Regions from separate parts of the Salmo salar genome. Here region 2 is linked to region 1. A link is a contact called in public Hi-C data. All regions are on one chromosome and are shown on one strand. Each heading gives the region's core, a stretch centred on a gene start, on an enhancer-like site or on the middle of the called end of the contact. The rest is flanking DNA. Distances are from core to core; before and after follow the strand shown.

Evidence for each region. A called contact is a pair of places that touch in the nucleus more often than the background predicts.
Region 2: a Hi-C map of muscle shows a contact between it and region 1, with 3 times the contacts expected there. The contact joins the promoter of ptk7b here to the enhancer-like site in region 1. A contact is called at or near these places in 2 of 3 Hi-C or Micro-C datasets (gill and muscle).

Annotation. Positions count from the first base shown.
Region 1 is chrssa18:4,325,306-4,331,028 of Ssal_v3.1, forward strand. The region is part of intron 1 of ptk7b (protein tyrosine kinase 7b); the gene reads right to left. Among protein-coding and RNA genes, the nearest start is that of ptk7b, 90 kb to the right of the region's middle. Within about 2 kb of position 3,981, at least 1 of the 13 cell types and tissues checked has an H3K27ac peak or open chromatin away from gene starts, as enhancers often do. A contact at or near this core is called in muscle, where this site is marked.
Region 2 is chrssa18:4,414,358-4,419,836 of Ssal_v3.1, forward strand. ptk7b (protein tyrosine kinase 7b) reads right to left here and starts at 3,755. Exons shown (of 20, transcript XM_045700655.1): 1 at 3,174-3,755. The coding sequence starts at 3,294.

The DNA.
Region 1 (5,723 bases), core at 2,731-5,230:
GATCTGCAGAGAAGAATGGGAGAAACTCCCCAAATACAGGTGTGCCAAGCTTGTAACGTCATTCCCAAGAAGACTCGAGGCTGTAATCACTGCCAAAGGTGCTTCAACAAAGTACTGAGTAAAGGGTCTGAATACTTATGTAAATGTGATAGTTTTACATTTTTTATAAATGAGAAAAACCTGTTTTTGCTTTGTCATTATGGGGTATTGTGTGCAGACTGAAAAATGGGGAAAAAAACAATTGAATCATTATGGGGGGAAAAAACTATTTAATACATTTTAGAATAAGGCCGTAATGTAACAAAATGTGGAAAAAGTCAAGGGGTCTGAATACTTTCTGAATGCACTGGACGGACACTTCAAAACCTTATTCCTCATGATTTCTTTTTTCCCAATTATTGAATGTCTTTGTCAATGTGTTTCTATGGGCTACAGTAGTGAAGGCCAAATTCCATTTTGTTTTTTTAACTAGGCCAGTCAGTTAAGAACAAATTCTTATTTTCAACGATGGCCTAGGAACAGTGGGTTAACTGCCTTGTTCAGGGGTAGAACGACAGATTTTTACCTTGCCGGCTCAGGGATTCGATCTTGCAACCTTTCGGTTACAAGTCCAACGCTCTAACCACTTGGCTACCTAATATTTTAGGATATTTTTTTTTATACGTACAGGGGTCCTAACGTTTTAAATCAAATAGCTAAATGATCATGGTATGAACATATTAAAACCATATATTAGTTTAGCAGACCCCCCTCCCAAAGGCTTAAACCTTTCGGGGTTAACGATCTTCTTGGCCTTCCTTTGACACTGCCCGTACCACCCTCTGGAGAGCCATGGATAGTGCTATTCTGGAGAACTGAGTGGCATTTGCGATTTTCCTGTTGCAAGTGACTGACCGGCCAAGGGTACCATGCAGTATGAGAGATATAGGAGAGACGTGAGGGGCGTCATCGCTCATCGTCCTACCTCACTCTCTCTATCCCTCTCCACTTCCCCTCATAAGTCTGTCACAGCCTATCTAAAATAGAGATGTCGGTGCATAGCGAGCTCTCAACAGTTTTCAACACCCACTCATAAAAGGCTGAGTGCTGAAACAACGGCAGCCTAATGCATCCCACTAGAGTGCCACGCAACACAGTCAGAAGCCCTGGAAAACCGAACATGAGCTATCCAGGAGGGGAATGCAGGGACAAGAGGTTATACAACCCAGTATGGAGCACCAGGCGTCGAGGAGGAGGAAAAGAGAAAGAGGAGGAGAAAAACATGCCCATGCTCCATTCGCAGACAGTATCTGATCGTGGCCATGAAAGAGGGCTGTGGTGTTATTACACATGGTGCGTGACAGTCAGTGTATCAGTGAGTATGTGTGTGTCTGCACAGTGTTATTAAAGAACCCATAACCTACGGTCTATCTGTGTGTGTGTGTGTGTGTGTGTGTGTGTGTGTGTGTGTGTGTGTGTGTATATAGTGAATATAGAGCCAATTAGCAGATTCGGCTGGATTAGGATTCACTCAGGTACAGTAGAGCTGGTTTGTTGTTGCCATCCGTCTCTTTTTCCTCCCGAAGTTGGAGGAAAACATGGCCTACAGGACTATTTGGGTCATGTTCATTAGGCTCCAAATGGAAGAAAACGGACTACAAAAATGCGCATTTTCCTTTTCCATTGCAAAGCATTAAAAAAAATTTAATCGCAGCAAACAGTGGGTGTTCTAAGGACATTCGGTGATGTTCCCATTAGGTCCCTTAAGGGTTTCGTCACAACGTTATCTCACTGATGTTCTTTGGGATGTTCTTGGGACATTGTGTCCTAATCCCTTGTAGGTTTTGTATAGTTCCCGGTTTGTCCCGGGGACGTTTTTAGGACATTGTGTCATGGTCCCCTGGAGGTTTATGTCACGTGATGGTCCCAGGTGTCCCAAACCATTATAAGTAAAGTAATTAAATAGTATCAGGGTTTTAATGTAAGTGATACGCTGTTTAGCTAAAATAGTGTAAAAATCTTTACTCTATGACAATATGATTACATTTTACATTGTCACTTAGTACTGACCACATGCACTGCTATTTTAATTATCAGTAAATATTCTAAATATTCTCCCATTGCTTTCATTGACTTATTTCAGCTATCTGAGTTTGGGTTTTTAGTATAGTTGTCTAATGTTGGTGGGGCATATTATTCTGTTTTAATGTTACTTCTGAATCACTACAATAAATATAATAGTTTTTTTTCAGTGTTTTTTTTAACAGAACTGAGACTTACTTTGAAGTGCAAAGTGTAGGAATAAGTCCACAGGTGAAATCAGTCATTGAACATTTATTTGATACAATCGGATGACGTCCGAGGGACAAACCAGGAAGTAGACAAAAACCTCCATGGGACCATGACACAACATCCCAAAAACGTCCATAAGACGTCCTCGGGGACATCCCCGGGACTAGACAAAATCTCCAGTAGACCATGACACAACATCCCAAGAATGTCCTCGGGGACATCCCTGGGACAAACTGGGAACTACACCAAACCTCCATGAGAACAATACACAATGTCCCAAGAACATTTTGTGATGATCCGCGGACATCCAAACGACTCATTATGGTTTACAGGGATGCCCTAATGAACACGACCCTGGTGCTTATATCTCAAAGAGAGGACTGTTCTACACACACAATGTCCACACGGTCAAAATCTACTACAAGCTATTTACATGATAGTGTTAACAGCTCAGACTAAAGCGAAGGCTACATAACTTCACAGATTTCATATCAGACTGAAAATAAAGGCACAATAACCAACATTCCAATATTTTCCAGAATTGGGAGCCAGAGATGGAAGATTAGGAGACTGTACAACAGAAGAGCTCAGCATTCTGTGACCATGCAAACAGTGCCCATTAAACAGACAGTTATTCCAGACCAAGTGGCTCAGTGCTCAGGGGGAGAACCTCAACTGGTGTCAGGCTAAAATCATTCCCCTACAGAGATACAGTAGCTTTGAAAGATCAATATGACTGCTGATAGATTATCCAGGCCGAAGTGGCCCAGTGGACAGGGAAAGAACCGGAACTCAAACTGGAGAGATAGCCTTGAATGATCAATATGACCACTGACCCAGCGCTAGGGGAAAAACCCAGAACTCTAACTTGTGTGATGCTAAAATCCTTCCCCTACAGAGATACTGTAGACTTGAATGAGTAATATGACAGCTCTGAGATGAAGCAGAGTAAGGGAGAGGATAGGGGGTATGGAAAGGGAAGGAGAGGGATGAAGGGGATAGATAGTAGGGGGAGGATGCCTTCACGTCTCCTGCCTCTGAAATAGAGTTGGGCAATATGGGAAAATATCCATATCACGATAATGATAAATTGAACGCTAAGTTTATAACATTCATGTGCACCAGAGTTAGACTTTTTTTTATATTACCCTTAAAACTACAGCTCCTAATTGTAATGTTGTAGCTATCAATTGTCACATAAATAATATTAGCAAACCTATTTCATTTTAAACTTCAATTATCTTTAGTAAGGCCCTATAGGTTATTTATCATAATGAACGATAACAGCAAAATATCCACAATGCTATTAACTGGTTTGGTTTTGTCAGTGTCGTTAATTCTAGGTTTATCGTACCAGCTCTACTCTGAAATAACAATCTGTGAGGATTAGCACTGCCAACGGTTTAAACAGAGAGTGAAGGAAGATGAGAGGAAAGACACAGTTAGCATCAGGAAGCAGAGACAGAGTGTTGTGACCTGTGGTTAGCTCTGCAAAACTAACCATCAGCTAGGGACAGTCAGAGACACTACGGGCTGCTGAGATCAGGCACTAGAACAATAAGTCTTCAGAATGGCAGAAGATGCTATTCGCATCAGTGGTGGTGATAACTGATGCTTCCCTCAGTGGTGTTGTTTGGCAGCAGATGGACTATGAATATCCTTGGCTGCCTGTCCTGGTCCTGGCCTCAAATTTGTTCTTTCTGTCTCTCTAGGTCTGTCCCTTCCCCCTCTTTCTCTGCAGGCTGACATGGCTCATGTGTGCACCTGGGCTCCGGCCAGATCTATGTGCCAACAACGAGATGTGTGAAGCAGGTAGAAAGGAGGAAGGAAATAAGGAAGAAGAGAGGAGGAAGAATATAGGGAATAGCGAAGCAGAGAGAAAGAACGAAGGAGGAGAAAGATCAGCGGAGAAATGTAGAGAATAGTAAAGAGGGTAGAAAGAAGGTCAGGAGGGGAGGAAGAGAGAGGACTAGAGGTATGTAACTGGGGAAGAGAGGAGTCTGAATTCCTCATTTCCTTCATTCTGCTGCCAGCGAATCTTTTGCCTCAGAGAGACATTTGGGCTTTTTGGTGATGAGGGGGAGGGCGGGGTGTCTGTAATACCCATTAGTCTGGCACTATCTTAAAAGGATAGGGGAGACTGGAGGAGGCTGGGTAGGTTGGGGGGGGTGCTTGGGAGGATAAAAATATCCCCAGCCTGTACACTTGTCTATTCCAGTACAGCCTTATTTTAAGTCAATCCAAAGTCAGACTATTGCCATACACATCAAACAAACACCTAATATGTCTTCAGTTGCATAATTAAAAACAGTGAGATAATGACTTAAATTCCTGTGAGCGCACCAATATTAGCTCACTGATCTAGTGCCAGAGACAGGTTGGGAGTGAAAGGATGGCTGAATGGGCATGGGGAGTGTCAGGGAGATGGAGCTCCTTGGAAAGATTAACTGTAGGGTTTGCACACACACATGCACAAACTCACACACTCACACACACACACACACACTCAGCTCTGGGCCAGATATTCCTCCACTCAAGCTGCAGGATCCTCCGTGGTGAAATATGTTCCTCCATTCCACTAATGCATAAGAGCCTCATACTGTAACCTGAATATGACAGATCAACCAACTTCTCCTGCACAGACACTGTTCACATACAAACGACACCAACACACCTCCCCCTTTCAACTAGGCCTTACACATCACTATGGTAACAATCCGGCAGGAAAACAGCCCCACCCCCCTGCCTCCTCGTTATCAGTTTTCTTAAAAACCCTCTCTAACCCCTGTGGCATAAGCACATTTTCAACAACCAATGGAATTATTGAAGTGATCAGAAGGCAATATTCATTGTTTTCCTGAGAATGAATGCTCACTCCCGGCATCCCTGCATACTTCCCAGTACACCACTGGGGCCGATCTCCCTGCCATCAAGGACCTCTATACCAGGCGATGTCAGAGGAAGGCCCTAAAAATTGTCAAAGGCTCCAGCCACCCAAATCATAGACTGTTCTCTCTGCTACTGCATGGCAAGTGGTACCAATGCACCACGTCTGGAACCAACAGGATCCTGAACAGCTTCTATCCCCAAACCATAAGACTGATAAATAGTTAGTTAAATAGTTAACCAAATAGCTACCCGGACAATCTGCATTGACCCTTTTTTGACTCATGACATACGCTGCTGCTACTGTTTACTCTCTGACACTTTATTCCTAGTTATATGTACAGTACATATCTACCTCAATTACCTATTACCCCTGCACATTGACTCGGTACTGGTACTGCTTGTAAATAGCCAAGTTATCGTTACTCATTGTGTATCTATTGTTACTTTTATTATAACGCATTTTACTTTTCTATTATTTTCTTTCTCTCTGCATTGTTGGGAAGTAAGTAAGTCCACACCTGTTGTTTATGAAGCATGTGACAAATAACATTTTATTTTATTTT
Region 2 (5,479 bases), core at 2,505-5,004, 89 kb after region 1:
AGAAACGGGTAGCGTTTTGCATCGAAACAATGACAAAGTTCCGAACAAATATCGGTTGACTGTCATGCCTTGATCATGGAGCACAATGTATGGAACCAGAAGTATATTATTATGCATTTGTCTAACTAACCCATTTATAGATGCAAACTACCTTTAGCGCCTATTGATGAAGGTATATTCTTCCCGGGGTACTTTTGTTAAGGGTTTGGTCTAAACATTTGCTCTAAATGTTTTTTTTTTACAAAACGTTGAATTACTACACACATGTATAGGGTTAGGGTTCCCACATGGTCATATCTCCATGTTACAGTGCTTGTATGTTACAACGCTTGTTTATGGAAGATAGACAGAAGACAGAGGTGACCACCTGTGCTATAATTATCTATTTAGCGTGCTCCGAACACCTGTGTCTAAGCGTAACTGGGGAGGAAGTATAGTTTGTCAACCGAAGGAACACACAGCATAAGGATCTGTGCAAATCTGCTACCATAACCACGGGAAGTAGTTTGGGGGTGGGGGTGCTGCGATTTTTGGACCGACGTGGGGAGGGATGCAGAAGCAAAACAATTGCACGCACTGAAGACATCTATATTGGTCTGCTAATACAGGACTAGTAAAGGCCCAGTGCACTACTTTTGTGAGAGAAAAAAAATCAACCAAATGTATTTGAGTGTTTACCAGCATCTGTAACTAGAGTCTGATAATAATCTGTACAAAACATTTAATCTGATAATACTTACTTGATATATGTTTTTCCTGTTTCTTGAAATACTTGCAACGTATTTCTATGGTGGGGGTGCAACTCATTTCTATGTGAAAACTCAAATTATCTATTCATTCCTTTTCCATTTTAGTAGATGCTCTTTTCCAGAGCAATTTACAGTAGCGAGTGCATACCTTTTCATACTTGTCACCTATGGGAATCCAACCCACAACCTAAGCATTGCAAGCGCCATGCTCTACCAACTGAGCCACATCACATCATCACAAACCACTTGATGTCTTAATGTACTCAAATACTGTATTGTGCCTTGTTTTTCTTCATGGTTATGAAGTCTACAGGTACAAACCTAGATGACCAGATGACAGTAATGAACATTTACATTAAGTGGTTTGTAAGGATGGTCAATTAATACTGCACAAGAAGTGGTTGTTTTCCATGATATTTGATCAAGAAAAATATTTAATTTGATGTGGATGTTTTTGCACATAACTTTATACCTTTTGATGTAAATGTTTGAGCACAGGGTTTTCTTCTTTCTGGATTCCATTAGAATGACAACTGCAGAGAAAGGCACAGGGCAACAACTCTTACAATTCCAACTATTGAATCCTGCCAGACAATGTTCTTAAGTTCACTGCAGTTGGTCTAATCCTGGATGCTGATTGGTTAAAACCGCATTCCAGCCAGTGTCTATTCCACAAGTTAACCACCGACTAAAGCTATGACGTTGAAATGCCTATTTACTCTGTTCCATCTCACTGCACAATCCACTGTCTCATCAGCCCAGCCAGGCAATTTATAAACTTGATCTCAACTTTAAAAAGCATCATCTCCCATTTATTTTAGACTAGCATTTGATTTTCAACAGTGGAGATTTGTATAAACCTTGCTGTCTGTTTCTCCGACATTCGCAACATTGTTTCAAAATTGAAATTCGATCTCCAGCTGTCCCATAGTAATGAACATCCCTGGAGTCGGGAGGAGACAGACAGGCAGGGCAGCTTTTCTCAGCCAGTTGAAATCATGAATTATCTGGCATAATTGTTATGGATATATCAATAGAAAACAGGTAAAACAAAACAAAATGCTGCTAGTTTGATGTCTTTCCAACTTCAGTTTGAAGTGATTGTGGTAGGTGTGTTGTTGGCTAGCTCTTCTGAACAACAGTGTCCTGACAAGAAAGAACATGTTCTATGCCAGGCGAAATTGCGCATCATTAGCTCATTATTATGGATGTATCCAAATAAATGTCACTAGAAAACAGCTTAAACAAACACAAATAAAGCTACTTTGCTGTTATTCTGGCTGAACTGTTTGACGTGACTGTAAGTTAGCCGTAGTTGGCTAGCTAGGAAGCAAGGGATAAGAACGTTGCCAGCCAGTATGGTAATAATACATTTAAAAAGAACGACTGGTTAGTGTCCTTAGATACAGAACAGAAAGACTGAAGGACTGGGTCGCGTGTCTGGCAACCGAACCAATAGAACGACCAGCCGGCTTGGGTAGCAACCCTAGATTTGTGCCAGGGCATATCTTGTGGAAGGATGAAATAGTATGAATAAATTCACCCCAAAAAAGTTTTTTAATGGAAATATGTCAATCATTATTTGAATATGTTGGTAACCCGTTGTATAAAAGTGATATTGCCCTCGAAGCCGGTGTTTGGAGGATATATTGGCACGATTTGCAGGCCCGAGACGAACAACACCGGTGACAATATATCCTCCAAATACCGGCTTCTCGGGCATTATCGGGTAATTATACAACTACTTTTTTTGCCAAAGCAGAGATGCTGGGGGGGGAAATTGTGGCCCTACAGACGTCTATATCTATCCCTAATACTAGTAAAGGCTGGTGCACTACTTTTGTACTATATATATATATATATATATATATATATATATATATATATATAATTTTATTTATTTTCCTTCTTCTGGGTGTGCTGAAGCACTCCTACTTCCCAAGGCTATGGCTGCTACAGTATCTTTTTATTGTTAAGATTATTTCAGGCTGAGAGAAGGGGCATATCAACATGTTTCGAAAACCGTTTTGCAAACGATTATTAACATTTCTAAACATTAAAACACAGCGTCGGATTGTAGTTCACAGGCAACCAACCGTGGGCAGTTATCTACTGAAAACCCTATGAAGAAGCTGATGTCAAACTTGATCTAGATAGACTGTATCACAACCCGCCGTGATTGGGAGTCCCATAGGGCGGCGCACAATTGGCCCAGCGTCTTCCGAGTTTGGCCGGTGTAGGCCATCATTGTAAATAAGAATTTGTTCTTAACTGACTTGCCTAGTTAAATAAAAGGTTAAATACAATTTGCAAATAATGTATAGAAATCCCGCGCTTGAATTCCTTAGCTCGGACAATACTTTCTAAGCTAATAGGCTGCTCGTGTGTAGACTACAGTGAATGCCTTGCGAGTTTATAGCTTACCTTTCATGCAAATAATGCCAATTGAGAGGAAAGTAGCCACCGGTGGCTTTCTGGTGTTGGTAACCTTAGAGTTTGTATTGCCTTCTCGCCGTTGTCGGTCATTCTTCGTAGATAGTTCCATGATTGTAAGCTACTTGGTACTAGCGACTGTAGCGACAAAAGGAAAACAGGGAACTCCGCACGTCAACGTCTGCGCAAAAAGAGCACAACCTATGCAGGTCGAGCAGAAGGTATGGAAGGTATGACAACCTACTTCAACCACCTCTCCGGGAGTACAAAGAGGGAAGACAACCACGTAAAAGAGCACTGTTTAGATATGACTGAATAGTTAGATCAATTTGGAAAACAAGTTTGCCATATATCCCATGTTCTTCTTGTAGTCTGTAATAGAAATGTAGATTGGGAATATTAATCTAGTATTTGCACAATCTTTTGGTTGATTTCGTATTCCACCTCTCTCTTATGAGCCGTCCACCTAGAAATCCGATCAAAAGACCTGTTCAGTCCTGAACCCACATGAGTCTCGATCACCGGTGCCTGGAACTCGTCTTTTTCTCCTACAACGCGCACTCTTACTCACTCCCATTGCCGTCGCTTCCGGTATCTAGGCTGGTAATCGCATGCTAGGGATAAAAAATACAATGCTGCTTCCCTCTGGTTGAAAGTAGCCAGGAGAGATTTGTTCAACGTGTATTAAATAACTTAATTGTTATGGAAACACTATAGCTCCACTGCAAATTATTCAAAATAATTTCCTAAATGTACAGTTTGTATAGCCTAACAAATGATTTTGATTTCTCAGCCAGGCGTAATTCAAAACAATTATTGGTCACATACACGTGTTTAGCAGATGTTATTGCGTGTGTAGTGAAATGCTTGTTACCTAATGTTACCTTTATGCATCCTGGACTTTGGCGATCAAAGGGTCAAGTTTACACTGACAGCCTGTCCACTCTTGGACACTTCTGTAGTAACACGTTCATTACTAGCCTACAAGTTAGGAAAGGCATAAGAATAGAATCTTCTTGATTGGCATTCATCTCATGAATAGACCTTGTGAATCTGTGGCCAATGTGAGTAAGACATGTATGCGGGTTAAGACTAGCAAAGCTGCCGGCCCAGACAGAATCCCAAGCGGAATCCTCAGAGCATGTGCAGACCAGCTGGCTGGAGTGTTTACAGCCTTCTCTCACTATCCCAGTCTGTTGTCCCCACTTGATTCAAGATGTCTACCATCGTTCCTGTACCCAAGAAAGCGAAGGTAACTGAACTAAATGTCTATTCCCCGTAGCACATACTTCTGTAATCATGAAGTGCTTTGAGAGGCTAGTTATGGTCTGAAACCCTCCCTGTGCAACTGGGTCCTGGTCTTCCTGACAGGCCGACCCCAAGTGGTGAAGATAGGCAACAACTCCTCCGCCACGCTGATCCTCAACACAGGGGCCCACAGGGGTGCATGCTCAGCCCCCTCCTGTTCATCCATGACTGCGTGGCCATGTGTAACAGTATAGCTTCCTCCTCCTCGCTCCAACCTGGGCTTAAAACAGGGACCCTCTGCACACATCAACAACTGACACCCCACGAAGCATCATTACCCATCGCGCCACGGCGCTTGCAGAGCAAGGGGAACAACTACTTCAAGGTCTCAGAGCGAGTGATGTCACTGATTGAAACGCTATTAGCGCGCACCACTGCTAACTAGCTAGACATTTCACATCGGTTACACTCACCCCCCTTTTGACCTCCTCCTTTTCCACAGCAACCAGTGATCCGGGTCAACAGCATCAATGTAACAGTTCAGCTTCCGTCCCTCTCCTCCCCCCAACCTGGGCTTGAACCAGGGACCCTCTGCACACATCAACAACTGACACCCACGAAGCATCGTTACCCATCGCGTCACAAAAGCTGCGGCCCTTGCAGAGCAAGGGGAACAATTACTTCAAGGTCTCAGAGCGAGTGACGTCACCGATTTGAAACGCTATTAGCGTGCACCACCGCTAACTAGCTAGCCATTTCACATCGGTTACCATGCACGTCTCCAACTCAATCATCAAGTTTGCTGACAACACAACAGTGGTAGGCCTGATTACCAACAACAATGAGACAGCCTAACAGGAAGGAGGTGAATGCCTTGGCGGAGTGGTGCAAGGGAAATAACCTCTCCCTCAACGTCAACAAAACGAAGGAGCTGATTGTGGACAACAGCAGAGAGAGCACACCCCCACCCACATAGACGGGGCCGCCGTGGAGAGGGTCAAAAGTCTCAAGTTTCTCGGCGCACACATCACTGACGAACTGAAATGGTC